2 separate regions of the Sus scrofa genome follow, and region 2 is linked to region 1. A link is a contact called in public Hi-C data. All regions are on one chromosome and are shown on one strand. The core of a region is the stretch at or near the end of the contact, and the rest is flanking DNA. Distances in the headings are between cores, read along the strand shown.

What was found. A called contact is a pair of places that touch in the nucleus more often than the background predicts.
Region 2: a Hi-C map of fetal skeletal muscle shows a contact between it and region 1, with 2.0 times the contacts expected there. The contact joins the enhancer-like site here to the promoter of KREMEN1 in region 1. A contact is called at or near these places in 4 of 47 Hi-C or Micro-C datasets (alveolar macrophages, embryonic fibroblasts, fetal skeletal muscle and 1 more) and 1 of 2 datasets of contacts at active chromatin or transcription factors (skeletal muscle).

Annotation. Positions count from the first base shown.
Region 1 is chr14:46,250,980-46,258,258 of Sscrofa11.1, reverse strand. KREMEN1 (kremen protein 1) reads right to left here and starts at 4,011. Exons shown (of 9, transcript XM_013990380.2): 1 at 3,821-4,011. The coding sequence starts at 3,917. It overlaps C14H22orf31, which reads left to right and starts at 4,130. Exons shown (of 5, transcript XM_021073684.1): 1 at 4,130-4,229; 2 at 5,045-5,266; 3 at 5,366-5,475. The coding sequence starts at 4,130.
Region 2 is chr14:46,326,654-46,334,413 of Sscrofa11.1, reverse strand. No RefSeq gene overlaps it. Among named protein-coding and RNA genes, the nearest start is that of EMID1, 27 kb to the left of the region's middle. Within about 2 kb of position 5,908, at least 11 of the 83 cell types and tissues checked have an H3K27ac peak or open chromatin away from gene starts, as enhancers often do. A contact at or near this core is called in fetal skeletal muscle, where this site is marked.

The sequences.
Region 1 (7,279 bases), core at 2,762-5,261:
AAGTGTATCAACCTGCTGTTTATTCGAAGTGAACCTAAATGGAACTTCTTTTTGCTTTAAGATTTATAAAAGCGGGAGTTCCCGTCGTTGCACAGTGGTTAACGATCCGACTAGGAACCATGAGGTTGCGGGTTCGGTCCCTGCCCTGCTCAGTGGGTTAAGGATCCAGCGTTGCCGTGAGCTGTGGTGTAGGTCGTAGACGTGGCTCGGATCCCGTGTTGCTGTGGCTCTGATGTAGGCCAGCGGCTACAGCTCCAATTCGACCCCTAGCCTGGGAACCTCCATATGCCATGGGAGTGGTCCAAAAAATGGCAAAAAGACAAAAAAAAAAAAAATTTATAAAAGCCTACCTCGAACATTAATTAGATTTGTCTAGGGTCCAAAACAAGTTTTCACAAAAAATATCAGAGTTCTTTGATACCAGGTTAGTTTTGACAGTTCTGTGTTTCCTAAAATACTCAAAACATCAAAGTAATGCACACTGGTCCTTTTCATGCTTCTCAGCCCCTGTGCTGTATACAGCAGGTAATTCTAGGGTTTTTTTGGCCATACCCAGAGCCAAGGATTAAACCCGCACCACAGCAGTGACCTGAGTTACTGCAGTGACAACACTGGATCCTTAACCCACCGAGCCACAAGGGAACGCCACCTTACACAAGTAATTCTGTTAACATTAATTAAATCCCCAAGAGGGACATGGCTCTGTGCAATGGAAGCTCTCCTGTTAACTCATAGGTTTTATGGCAACACACACGATTGTCTAATGGGTCAAATTCTAGATGAGGAGCTGGAGGAGGATGAGCATAAAAGACTGTTAACAGCAAACAGTGACCTGAGCTGAGACATTCTGTTGATGCATATTCGATAGCTGCTAAACATAGTCAAACACCAAAGCAGGTATTTGCCTTAGGCAGAAAACTCATAGCTGAAGTCCACCCAGCCTTCTCTGCTCTTCCTACCTCTCAGCTGTCCCCTGCAGGTCAGTAAATTCCAGACGGGAATCCGCCTCAGAGAGCCAAATCGGTCCATGGCCCTGCCGCCTTCCTCCTTGCAAAGGGAGTCTAGATTCCCACTAACCCCTACCATCCTCCTTATCAGTTATGAAGGAAGGGAAAGAATCTCAAAGAATGAAGAGAAGGGAGATCATCTGGGGTTGGCTACACACTGTAATTAGAAGTAGCACTGATGGGGAATGAGCTAACTGTTTTTTATAAAGTCAGCATTCAAAAATGCAAACCACCAGTAATTTAAATATTACAAAATTGTGCAGAATATAAGCACTGAAATATTTTTTTCCATCCACAAAATTTTAGAGAAAATTACAGTATCAAAAAATATGGAATGGCAAGTTTGGCATATCCTCAGAGTAAAACATGTTTTTTATTGGAAAGGATTTTTAAAAACTAGTGGGTAGGCTCTAGACAGGATGTGATGCTGAAGACCATGTGTTATATACACTTAAAGCTGCTTCTGGAACTAAAGAGGAAAAGTCATAAAGGCACTGATGATGTATCAGAATGGTAGGAAAAAAGTTGGTGAGGCTTACTGAATTGGGAACTTGGGTCACTAACTGCATAATGGTTATTTATTTGTCCCTACCCTAGACTCCCAAATAAAAGCACACCAAGGTTTGAGGTTCCAACTACATAGGAGCTGCTGCTTTTTTTTTTTTTTTTTTTTTTGTCTTTTTGCCATTTCTTGGGCCTCTCCCGCGGCATGTGGAGGTTCCCAGGCTAGGGGTCAAATCCGAGCTGTAGCCACCAGCCTACGCCAGAGCCACAGCAACTCCGGATCTGAGCTGCATCTGCGACCTACACCACAGCTCACAGCAACGCCGGATCCTTAATCCACTGAGCAAGGCCAGGGATAGAACCCGCAACCTCAATTGTTCCTAGTCGGATTCATTAATCACTGTGCCACGACGGGAACTCCAGAGATGCTGCTTTTGACCCTTAGCAAAGCAAGGGTGCCTGAGGAGAGAATGTCACCTTCTAACAAGCCTAAGTACAGAGCTGGTTCACTTAACAATTTTCAGAGCTATTACTCTGCCCTTTCCAAGAGAGGAACCAGTTTATTTCCACCCATACCTCTCTCTCCGTAGAGGACATTAAATCCTGACCACACAGATGGCAAAGTGGAGCTAAGGGGTTACTAGGTTACAGTTATGTTGACATATCCTGGCTCTCAGAAAGTCCCTCCTTCATTCCTCACGTAGGGCAAACAGTAGAAGTGATCAAACTTCTGCAGAAATTTTTGTAGAAGTCCCCTACAAGGCCACTGATCACTCAGAAACTACTTTCTGAGCCTAAGGTTTACAGCACTTGGAGATACCCCCCCCCCCCCCCCCCCCCCCCCCACTATCTAAAGCCAAGCTTTGACTTTTTCAGGGGTTAATCAGACTGGAAGCTCAAAGTGTTCCCGGGCAAATGAGGTGCCCAGCACTTGGTGAACTGTGAAGCTCTATAAAATGTATTATTAAAATATGTTAAGTGACTGCCTATTACATGTGGGTATTTTACTTGCAGTATATCTTTTAATCTTCACAACAACCTGTCAGGAAGTTGTCATCCCTCCTTTACAGATGAGAAGACTGAGGCTCAGAGAGCTGAAGGCACAACCCAAAGTCACACAGTTTAAGTGACAACACCAAATCCTATCTTTATCACTAATCCAAGCTGTTAAGTAAACAAAGCAACTCTAAATTTTCTTTCAGCAAAATCCTGTCTTTCCAACATCACAATCTGTGACTCTGGGTGAGGACCCAGGGGCTGGTTTTCTTACCCTTCCCTCCCTTCCACTAATGCCCAATTCTCAACACCTGAACAACCTGGAGAGAAATGTAACCGGGCCAGACAACGCCCTCTTGCCTGCTCTTAAACTTGAAGAGTTTGCTGCAAGGAAGGGTATGTGGGAAAGCTAAGCAAAGTCTCAGCTTCCATCCTGGTCTAGGGACTTGGGAAGACCTGGCTTTGGCCTTGGACTGGGGAGCAGGTGACCCTGTTTAAAGTGTGAGGCTCCCGGGGAAGTGCGGCTCTGCGTTGCACTCTCAGGATAAGCCCCCTAAGCTCTGTTGGGGAGAAGTTTCCCGTCACCCCTTCCTTTCTTTCTCTTTTCTCGCTGTACCTGCACCTGAGTCATAAAGGGAAGTTCAAAGTCACCGCGCGGGGGAGGGAGGGACGTTCCGGCCGGGTAGAGAGGGTGATCTCAGGACCCCGATCTGCCTCCTGCAGGGAGGGCAGGTCAACTTGACTGCTCACAAGGCAGAAATTACAGCGCTGGGCAAGTGGGCTCAGCCGGGACCCCGGCAGAGGGGCCGGGGGCCGGGCGCCGGCACTCGTCGCCTCTGCACCGGCTTCTGAAAGGGGTGGCGCGGGGTCCGCGGACATAGGTGGGAGGGGGGCCTGGGGCCGTCGTTGTGGGGGTTGCGGAGGGGAGCCCGGCGCGAGGGTGTCGTTGAGAGGCTTAGGGTGGGGGTGCAGCGTCTAGAGGCTCGGTGCAGGAGGGCGTCCCGGTCCGGGGGTAGTCGCTGAGGGGCTTGAGCTGGGGTTACGGGGGTCCTGAGACAGAAGAGACGTCCGGTCCCGGGGAGGGTCACTGAGAAGCCTGGCGAAAGGGTCTCGGAGGTACTGAGACAGAGAGGGCGCCGGCCTGGGGGCGTCGCTGAGGGGCCTGGGGGAGTCTCGGGTCCTGAGGTGGGGGCCCTCGCCACCCGAGGGGCGTCGCTGAGGGCTGGAGAAGGAATACCAGAAGGTAGGGGCGACGTTGTTGGGTGCCCCGGGCGGGCTCCGCGCAGGACGGGCGCGGGGGGTCGCTCACTCACCGGGTCCGGGGCCGAGGCCGGGGCTGGGCGCGGGCCGGGCGGCCAGCGTGAGCGCGGCGGCGGAGAGCAGGGCGAGGCGGGCGGCGGGCGGCGCCATGGGCCGTCAGTGCGGGGCCCCGGGGCGCGGCCCGGGGGAGAGGGGGCAGCGCTGGGAGCCGGGGGCGGCCATGGGAGCGGGACGCTGGGCTCGAGCGTGGCTCCGCCCCGGCCGCCCGACCGCCCCGCCCCGGCCCGCCCTCCCCAGCGCCGCCACGCCCCGGCCGCCCGGGGCCCGCCCGGCTCCGCGGTGAGGCCCGAGGGGCGGAGCCGATGCGCACGCCCGTCCTGTCTCGCCCGCGCCTGCCACTCATACACCAGTCTCCGCCCACACTCTTCACCTGGGCCCGCCCACCCTTGGAGCAATTTCTTGGTAGGTTTCAGGGGCCGGACTAGCAGGTAGGGGGCGGGGCCTGGGGCACCGCCCTCAAGACCCCAGGCGGAGGTTTGGCCTATCTGGAGCCTGCCGGGTGCCCAGTGACCCCTGCTCCACCCTCACTCGGGTCGTGACCCACACGCGGGCTCAACCGCAGCGGTAATAATCAGAACAGCAGTTTGCAATCCGCTTTTCCCTGCTTGGCTCATCGCAGGGGTTTAAAAAAGGGTGCTCTGGAGTCAGCCTTCGGTTCATATCCCACTTGATCACTTGTAAGATCTTGGGCAGATTTAAAGGAAAAACAGCTCTCTTACTTCAATTTCCTCGTCTGTTAAATGCGGGCGTTGATAGCAATTACTCAAAAATGGTTGTACTAAATGAAATAATGCGTGGAAACTTTTACACACATGCAGTAGGAGCTTAGAACATGTTAAATTCCTTTCACCATCCCAACTGTTGTAGCCACAAAAGAGGCAGCACACTGAGCCTTGGTTCCGAATCCTATCGCACATCTTTGTCAACTGGGGCAACTTTCCAGCTCTTTGTCATCTGCAAAATAAAAATAATAAAAGGCCTTCACAAGATTAGATAAGACAGAAGCAAGTAAAGCGTACGACAATGAAAAAGTCCAGAGGTGGGTGGGGCAATGACGCTTTCTTAGAGTCTTCGATCCCTGGGTTCGGAGCGCTTGGCTCCCTTAAACTCTCGGCGCCCGGCGTGGCTTGCCCTTTGCCTCTCACTCCCCCGCAAGGTCTTCCCAGCCCGCCCTCGGGGTCTGTCGTGGTTCTCTCTCCTCCCCCGCGCTCCCTCAGGCAGAGATTTTCCCCTCAGCTCCCGCCTAAAGCGCCGAGGTGACGCCCCTCGGGGCAGGTCCGGGCGGCGCACCGGGCGCTTTCAAGTCCCCGGTCCCAGACCTGCAAGTGCGGGCCTGCGCCCGGCGCGGCGGCAGGAACCTCTGTCCTCCTGTGCAGACTCGCCGAGCCCTGAACCGGGCCGGGCTGTCCTCATCCCGCGGGTTCCCCGGCCCGCCTTAGGTACACCGGCTCCTGCGCCCCCTAGCCACCCGGGAGCTGGACCCGCCACCTCTCCCCCAAACCCCACCACCACCCCATCCCCCATCCCACCCCACCCAGCTGCTCCCAGAGTTGGGCACCAAAGGCGCCGCTACCTCCCCCGAGGCCTCCCAGCTCCGTCCCTCTCCACCCACACCACCCAGCGCCGCAGCAAGAATAATCATGTTCAGGCATTGTTTTCACTGCCATTCCCAAATTCAAGAATCCTCTGGGCTCCTTTTTGGAGCAGGGGGATGTTGCCCCCCTCCCCCGCCCAGGTCCGCGGGGACACACCCTCCACATCCCACCTGGTGTCTCTCACTCCTGCTTACTATCTCTCTTCTGCACCGTTTGGGGCCCTTCCCCACCTCCAAAATCACCTCCTCCAACAGAACCTAGGAATCCTTCACCTCTTAACTTGCACCCTCCCAGGCAAGAGCCCCTTGAAGGTGAATAAAATGGGTACATGCAGGTAAAACCATTAGCACAAGCACTCAGTAAATGTGATCCTTCCTCCATTTAACAAATATTCAGTGAGGAGCCTGCTGAGAGCACCAACAAGACAAGAACTTACACTGGGAAGAGAGAGGCCGACTAATCATGAGGAAAATAATGTGAATTTCAGAGAACAAAAAGTACTATAAAGACAAAAAATGATATTGACAGAATGAACTGTGAACTTAAAAAAAAATTTTTTTAAATTTTTTGTCTTTTGTCCTTTTAAGGCCTCACCAGCGGCATATGGAGGTTCCCAGGCTAGGGGTCTAATCAGAGCTGTTGCTGCTGGCCTACGCCAGAGCCCCAGCAATGCCAGATCTAAGCCGTGTCTGAACCTACACCACAGCTCATGGCAACGCCGGATCCTTAACCCGCTGTGTGAGGCCAGGAATCAAATCCGCAACTTCATGTTTCCTAGTCAGATTCATCTCTGCTGAGCCAGGACGGGAACTCCTGAACTGTGGACTTTTAAATAGCATGCTAGGGAAAGTTTTTAGCAAATCAGAACACAGCTCTCTACAGTTTATAAGGTCCTTTCACATCTCATCCTAGTTTCAGAGGGGCAGACAGTGGGCTCAAAATCTGGTTTATTTGGCCAAATCTGGGTGCATATGCCTCATGGTAGTAGCTTATTCCACCACGGTAATAGTCTTACTGCCCTGCAGAAAGGGCACCACCTCCTTCCTTTATTCTGTTCTATTGGCCTTGTGTACAGTGGGAAATAAAAAGGTGGGGTCCCTTGTTAAAATTATTAAGAATTTCAAGAATGGGATCCTGCTGTGTAGCACTGAGAACTATGTCTGGTCACTTGTGATGGAACATGATAATGTGAGAAAAAAGAATCTATACAGGTATGTGTAACTGGGTCACCATGCTGTACAGCAGAAAATTGACAGAACACTGTAAATTGGCTTTAATGGAAAATATAAAAATATTATTAAAAAAAAATTTCAAGATGGCAACAACAGAGCATTAGGCCAAGCCTGGGACCCTTCCGAACTCAGGAGCCTGTGTCACTAACCACACATACCCCTGAAATGTTGCACGCCCCTGAAATCAGGTTTGTACAACAGAACTCAGAAATAACGTGCAAGCTCCTGTCCCCACTGGCTGCCATGAGCAACATCCCTCTAGCTGTCCCCAGGCCTCCCTCTTCACTTTCCCAGCATAAAGCCCAGCACAGGTGATGGAAACAGCACCGAGAGGCTAAAAATACAGCTGAGCAGGTCTAGGTCAGGGCACGTAATGGCTCAAGGTCTTTGCTCAGTTATGTGGTCCCTGGCCCTGGCAAGGAACAGCCTGAGATATTCATTTCAATGCTTCACATACCTCAGTCGTTAAACAGCTTTATTTCATGGAAAGAGTGAGGGCATTGACTGGAGCCCCGGGCCTCCAGGAAGATGTTGGTGTCTGTCTGTTTGCCTGCTCTCGCTTGGATTCCTCTCTGAGGGCAGCAGGATTTGCCAAGAAGCTAGATCTCAGCTGGTGGCATTTGCA
Region 2 (7,760 bases), core at 4,659-7,158, 74 kb before region 1:
GATCCCCTGTCCACTGGGCAAGGCCAGGGATGGAATCTCCATCCTCATGGATACTAGTCAGATTTGTTTCCACTGCGCCACCACGGGAACTCCTGAAAGGGCCCCACTTCTAAGAAGGCTCTGTTCACACAGCTGTAATTTAAAATTTTCATGTAGCCCCCTTAAGTAGCTGGCTGCCTCTCATCCGTGACCTATTTGCCTCTCTAATGCTGGGTCGGCCCTGTCCTCTCCACCCTGACTTTTTCCCCCCAGGAACTCATGGGGGTGAACATTTTACCTACCGATGTCCTCTCCTGAGGGAGCCATTACCTCGGGTCTCCTCATGATGAGGCTGTCAATCACAGAGCAATGCCCACCCTCTGCATATCACATGACCCAAGACTGCCAATCCCAGCAGCATACCCTCCCGGGCTGTTTGCGCATAGAGACTGCGCTCAGTAGGATGGGTCAAGAGACTGGGCAGAGCTTGTGAGGACATGGGGGCTTCCTGGATCCGGCTCCATCTGAAAATGTCAACCCCTATATGAGAGTCAAGACTTCATTTTCTGCCTGTCACTCTGCCTGTCACTTCTTCCCTTCGAGGGTCCCAATTCCTGTCTGAAATGGCCATCAGATACAGCAACTTTCTGTAACCCTTTGATACAGAGCAATTCAGTTCTTTGCTAGGACCAGCTTCCGAGGGCCTCTTGCAAGCAGAAGGTCACAAGCTATTTTCCTAAATAAGAGACACTACCCCATTCCTGGGACAAATTATGGCTGTTCCTATAGCTTGGAAGTCATTTGTGGGCTTTTCTTCTTTTATATTCCCCTTCCCTTTCCCATTGCTCTGTTAACATCTTGGGGTGAATGGGCTGGAGTTGGGGGGATGGGTGGGCTCCAGGCACTGCTCAGCCTCTGACTCAGGTGGGGTGGGAAGGGGTTGGCTAGGGAGGGAAGTATGACATATAGCTGAAGGCTAGTGGGTGGGGACCACTGGGTGCACATCCCAACATCATGTCTTACAGAACTTATTCTCAATTAAAAACAAAATTTCTCAACAGCAAGTGTCTGTTTCCTCTCAGTCTGGCTCCCTGAGCAAGTGGAACCTGAAACTAGTCCCTTCTAAATGTTTATATCTGAGAACATTAATGAGCAAAACACTCCTGAGCTGACACCCCCACCTTTCTTCCTCCAGAGCCACTCCCTGTTTCCTTGCTACCACTGCCAGGCTGGAAAGCAGCCTCAGTCAATGGTATCCGTGCCCTGGAGGCACGGTCATTATGCTGATACCGCTGGATATAGGGCTGGTGACATAATGCACAGGGCACAATGCACAGTGAAAATGTGGAGCCCCTTCTTTGAAAAGTATTAACAATTTCAAGATGGTGTCAGGAACCTTTTTTTTTTTTTTTTTGGCTTTTTGGCTTTTTGCTACTTCTTGGGCCGCTCCCGCGGCATATGGAGGTTCCCAGGCTAGGGGTCTAATCCGAGCTGTAGCCACCAGCCTACACCAGAGCCACAGCAACACGGGATCCGAGCCGCGTCTGCAACCTACACCACAGCTCACGGCAACGCCGGATCGTTAACCCACTGAGCAAGGGCAGGGACCGAACCCGCAACCTCATGGTTCCTAGTCGGATTCGTTAACCACTACGCCATGACGGGAACTCCAAGGACCCTTCTGATTATGGGGCCCCGTGTCACTGCAGAGGCAGCACAAGCATGAAGCAGGCCTTGCTGTCACCAGTCCCCGTTGTCTTCGATCTCCCCGGGCCCTGTGTTTGCTTTTCTCCTCCATTCTTTAGTTTGGTTTTCCAACTTCCCTTTGCATTGTCTTTTTTCCTGGAGAGTCGGCCAGGACTCTTGGCTGGTGTGGCCTCCTCCTGTCATCTTCAGGGCTATTGGGTTTCCCTTAACATTCATCTGGAAGATTCTGCCTCTTATTCTGGCACCATCTTGTCCCTCTCCTGCTGTGGCTGGACTGATGTCAGGGACTTGAGCCACATGGGGCTTGGTTGCAAATCAGAACACTCCCTTCTACTTTTTCGCTAGTGTTTCTCATGGTGGGCCAGCCTGCTTCTCCAGCCTCACTCTCTGTTGCTCCCCCTATATGCTGAGCAAAACCCACACTGGACCTCACTCAGATCCTGAGGCATTTCAGGCCCTGACATGCCTATGAGATTCTGAATCATTGTGGCAGAGACAATGCTGTGGATTCACCAATTTCATTTTTCACACCTCTTTGCCTATGGGAGGACTACATTTCCCAGAAGCCCTTGTATCCAGCTGTGCCCATGTGACTGGTGATGGCCAATGGGATGTGGGAAGTAGTGAAGTACAGGGAAGGAGTACACTCCTAGGTCTCACTCCTAAAATCTCCTGGAGACCCTCTGCCCACACTTGCTCCCTGCCTGTTTGTGACACTAAGAGTGCCTTGAATCCATAAGATGCTGGAACTAAAGCTGACACTAAAGTCCACAATCAATTTTGCATGAAGAAACACCCTTAGAAACTGGGAGAGGCCTTCTGCCCAGATAGAGGGCCCAGGAAGCATGCCAGAAGATCAGCCTTTGATTCACCATTTTCCCAGTCCAGGGCTTGCCACCAGCTTCAGTTGTTTTTGTTTTTGTGTGTGTGTGTTTTTTTTTTTCAGGAAGCTTCATGTGGCGTTGGAAAGGACACTGACTGTGGAGGCAAAGTCATGGTGGCAACATGGGCATGAAGTCTGCCCCTGGGCCTCAGTTCCCCATTGAGAAGGTGGAGGAGGCTGATCTTTGGAGATTCCCCCAGCCTCTCATGATGTGCTTCTGGGACCAGGGGCTGAGAGTTGCCCCTCTCACTCCCTCCAGGTACCCCCAGGGGGTGAGCTGATCTGTGCATTCAGCTCCTACAGGGAGCTCCTTTGAGTCTGGCATTGCTTCTGGAACCCTGAAAGGTGATAACTGTCCTTTGTGTTAGTGAATACAAATGGACAGGGATGGCCAATATGACTATGAAGCTGCAAACCCCTCAGTTTCACCTCACTCTGCCACCACTCTCTAGCTCAGTGACCTTGGGCAAAGGATGCCATCTGTCTGAAGAAGAACCTACCTAGTCGTGATTAAATAAGACTGAAAAACAAATAAATACAGACCATTTCTCTGCAACTCAGTTTCCTCCCCTGTGACACATGAATGGAACTATACCCACCCTACAGGGTGGCTGGATCAAATGAAATAATACACAGTGTGTCAACTTCAGCAGGATGCCTGGTCCTCCAGCATTTAATTGATGTCCGCCATTTATAACACTAAGTCCCTGCTCTTCAGTATGTTAACCCTATGGCGGAGGGGCCTTGTTCCTCCTGGCTCTGTGCACACACCCATCAGCAGGGGTCTCACCCCCAGCAGTCTGAATGCTGTAGCTGCTCACGACCCTTCACTTAGAGCAGGTGCTGTGGTGTTGGGGGCTTTCTCAGGGTGAGTGCCTAGTGCCTAATTCAGAGTTTTAAAGATGTAGCCAGCATCCTTTCCAGAGAGCATTCTGAGGCCTCAAAAGCAAAGTTATAGCAGAAGCCCACAACAGCTGCCCCCCTCAACCTGCTGCAGACTTGTTGGCGGAGGATCAGACACCCCAGTTACTGAGGGTTAATTACAAACTTGGCGCCCATCTGCTCCGGAGAACTTGCAAAAGTCTCTTTTTTCTCTTTCCAAAGGCATAAACATTTGTACTGCAAGTAGCCCAGGGGGCCTGGAGATGTTTATTTTGTAGTTAACAAAGAGAGGGGTCTTTTGACTTGTGGATCAGGGGTTCTACTAGCCCCAAGCAGAAGCCTCTGGGGGGGGCCCTGCACCAGCAGGTGCCTCTGGGAATGGCTCAGTGTGGGGTGGAGCAGGCCAGGGGATTTGACCAGGACTTAGGACCCCAGGCGACTTCCCCTGGCAGGGGAAATGCTGCCCTCAGTGCTTAGTCTGTCCTGGAAACACACACTCCAGCATTTTGACTCTTTGACAGAAAAAGAAGTGCCAGTGAGACAAGGGTTTTTACACTTTCCAATTGTTAAAATAATTAATGTGCTTCCCCCCCCATTGCACGTGTAATTCAAGGATATAAAAGATTCAAGCTACATGTAGATATATCAAATAAAATGTGTTGAATGGTGACGTAGAATTTCATAGTATGCAAATAGAATAATTTATATGCTCACATCCCTGCTGAGGGAACTTTATTTTTTTTTGTCTTTTGTCTTTTTAGGGCTTCACCCATGGTATATGGAGATTCCCAGGCTAGGGGTTGAATCAGAGCTATAGCTGCTGGCCTATGCTACAGCCACAGCAACGCGGGATCTGAGCCATGTCTGTGACCTACACCACAGCCCACGGCAGCCGGATCCTTAACCCACTGAGTGAGGCCAGGGATTGAACCCGTGCCCCCATGGATACTAGTCAGGTGCATTAATCACTGAGCCATGAAGGGAACTCCTGATGGAACTTTATACACAGAAAAAAAGGATGCTCTTAAATAAAGACCTGCCTGTTGTTGGGTCCCTGCCTGTGGTTGGGATCAGGCAAAGAGGACTCGCCTTTTACACAGAAAATCTGAGAATACGAGGGCTTCTAGGTGGTGACGGAGACTGTCCTGGGTTAGTGACCAGGTTTAGGGCCTTGAGCGTTGCAAGGTGGGGGTGGCTGTTCCAAGGCTGACGTTCAGCCACAGCTCTCCGATCTTACCACTAGGCGGCGCTGGTGAGGAAGGCTGAACAGGGGCGGCTCCTGCCAGGAAAGCAAGGGTGCCGGAGGCAGGGTTGGGGCTATAGCCCAGGCAGTGGAGCTGGGCTTGGGGCTTAACTTGCTTGTTTGCCCACGTGGGGCCAGGAGGGAAATAAAACGACATCCAAATTCTGGATTTGTTCCTGAACTGAAGCAAGGATATCAGCAGAGAAGGATATTTTCACCCAATAGATAATGTTGCTGAGATGATGGTCAGCAGACTTTTTTATAAAATAGGGACATATATGGAACAGATTAGGGTAAACTAGCTACTTAAAGGAACCAAGTTAGAAATTATTTTCTGAGGAGAGAACTTATTTTGTGCACTGAGTGCTTGGCGTTAGATAAACAGTGTTTCAATCCCAAAGGCAGGGTGCAAAACCATTTGATTTGGCTCCCATTTGCAGAGTTGAAAGTATGGGCCAGGCCCTTGACACGCTGACCCCTCTCCAGACCTTTGTGGTTGGAGTGTTACCCCCCTTAATTTACTGATGAAAATCATTAAAATGCTGGTGACAGAGCTAAACATTTTGCCTTTATTATGTTATTTAATCTTCACAACAATTCTATGAGAAACTACTGTTATACCTATTTGATAGATGAAGAAACTGAGGTTAAAAAGGTAAAGTAACTTGCCTGAGGTCTGGGAGCTGGTCATGGTAGAGCCCACATTGAAGCTGGTCCCTACAAGTCAGAGTCCACGGTCTTAATTCTCCTCTTATGAGCAATCAAGCCTTCCTCAGTGAAGCCAGGTGGCTTGGCTAAGGTTACCTGCACAGGTGTGATGGCAAGTCCACACCCTCCCCCACCCCTTGTGCAGAGAAGCAAGGAGGCAGCGAAAGTGAAGCAGATCCTTTGCTAAGACTCTTTGCTTAGAGATTTAATGGCAAATCTCAGCTGAGGAAGGCCGTGTGCAAAAGGGCTGCCCTGCCCGCCTCACGGGACTGAGAAGGCCAGTTTCTAAGAGACTGGGGCTCCCTAACACGGGAAGGGGAAGTGGTTTTAGCCAAATATTTGGCTGGGAATCAGGCCCCTGGTTCCAACTCCTGGGTATTAGCAAAGGAGAACAAGGCATTGCTAAGGGTGGCAAATTGGTTATAACTAAGAGAACCTGGGAGATGCAAAACAACGTGAGGGCCACCAGCTGTCCTGGATCTGGGGCCTCTGTCGCTGGAGGAACAACGGCTCAGGAAACCAGCCGCCCTCCCCCGCAGTGCAGCCCTTTCAAGCCAAGAGCCTCTCCCCCTCCCTCCCTCCCTCCCTTCCTCCCTTGTGCTCCCAGGGCTGAAGAGCTGCCATGCATTAGGGTCCCCCTTTCTGCACCCCTCCCCCTGCCCCACACCTTGTCCTTCCCTTTTCCCCCAGTTTAAACTCACCCAGCTTGTTGCTCACGAAAGCGAACAGGCTTGGGGGTGGGTTCAGGTCCCAACTCTTGTGCTTGTTGAATGAATTATTTAACCTCACCGAGCCTCAATAGCTTCATCTGACAGATGAGGATAATCACAAGGCCTAATCCATCCAGCTGTTGCGAGATTCAATCTGATGTATGAAAAGTATGAAAAGTGGTTGGCATGGTGCAGGGGCTGGCCTGTGGCCTTGCTGCCTGTTTCAGGATGGCCCACGAGCTAAGAATGGTTTTTACTTGTTTTAATTGTTGGGGAGAATCAAAAGAGGAAGAATATTCGGTGACATGCGAAGGTTATAGAAAATCCAGGTTTCAATGTCTGTTAAAAATTTTTTTTTAACACAAACTGCCATTTGTTATTGTTGTTTGCTTTTTAGGGCCACCCCTGAGGCATATGGAGGGTCCCAGGCTAGGAACTGAATCGGCGCTCTAGCTGCCGGCTTACACCACAGCTCAGGGTAACGCCAGATCCTTAACCCACTGAGTGAGGCCAGGGATCGAACCTGTGTCCTCATGGATGCTAGTCAGATTCATTAACCACTGAGCTACAACGGGGACTCCAACCTGCCATTTGTTTATATGTTGTCTGTGGCTGTTGAGGGGTGGTCCTCGGTGCCTTCTTCCAACTGCCAATCCCCGTCTCCTCACAGAGTCACCCAGTGGCTTTAGGACTTGCAGTAGTGGGGTCCATGGAAGTTTCAGGCTGCTGTTCCCAACCAGTGCAGGCATAGCTGAGAGGTTGTGACAGTCTGACCAACAAGAGCTAAAATAGTTCCTGTTTAGCCCTTTGCAGAAAAAGTTTGTTAATTCCTGGCCTGAGCACCTGACTCTGGGTAAGTGATCAGGTAGATGTATCCATGGTTACTACTGCGATTATTATTCTTTTGGTCTAATTTTAACTTCCAGGTACTGTTATTTATGGTTTAATGGAGAGATTTTGAAACTGAAATCATTGGAAGGGTTTTTTTTTTTTTTTTCAATTGGTAGGTGGTGGTTGGGGGGGTGTCTCTGAATCTCCAGAATTTCTATGTAGTTTTTTGTGGGTGAGGCCTTTTGGGGAGGGGCTTGATGACATTCATCTGATCCTCAAGTAGGTAACAGTGAGGGTTTGATGCTTTCCTCGCCCCAGGCAAATTGATCTGTACTTTCCCTGCGCTGACTGGAGGCAACATCAATGACATTTGGGGGGAGACCTTGGGGGTCTTTGGGGCCTGCCCTGGTGGGAGGTGCTTGCAGTGCAGCAGAAACCAGGAGCCCTGGCTTTGGAGCTAGCAGGTGAGCTGAATCCTGACCTTGCCCTCCACTGGCCAGGCTGCTTCTGGGAGCCTCAGTTTCCAAGCGGGGTTAGCCCAAGGATGACAGGAGGATTGTGCAGGGCCTGGCACACACAGGTGCTGCAGAAGTTAGCTGCTGCTATTATCATCATCATCACTGTGGCACATTCAGCTCTTTCCTCAGTTCACCAGGGGCCATAAAAAGCTGTCCCATACTTGGCTAAATATGAAGTTTGAATTCCCCCTGGGTTTTCTTGATCCTATTTTATCAATGGAATCAGCAACTAAAGCGAGTTCATTAGACATATTCACACAATCGGTGTGCAAAATAGCAGGCCCCCAATTAAGTTTTTA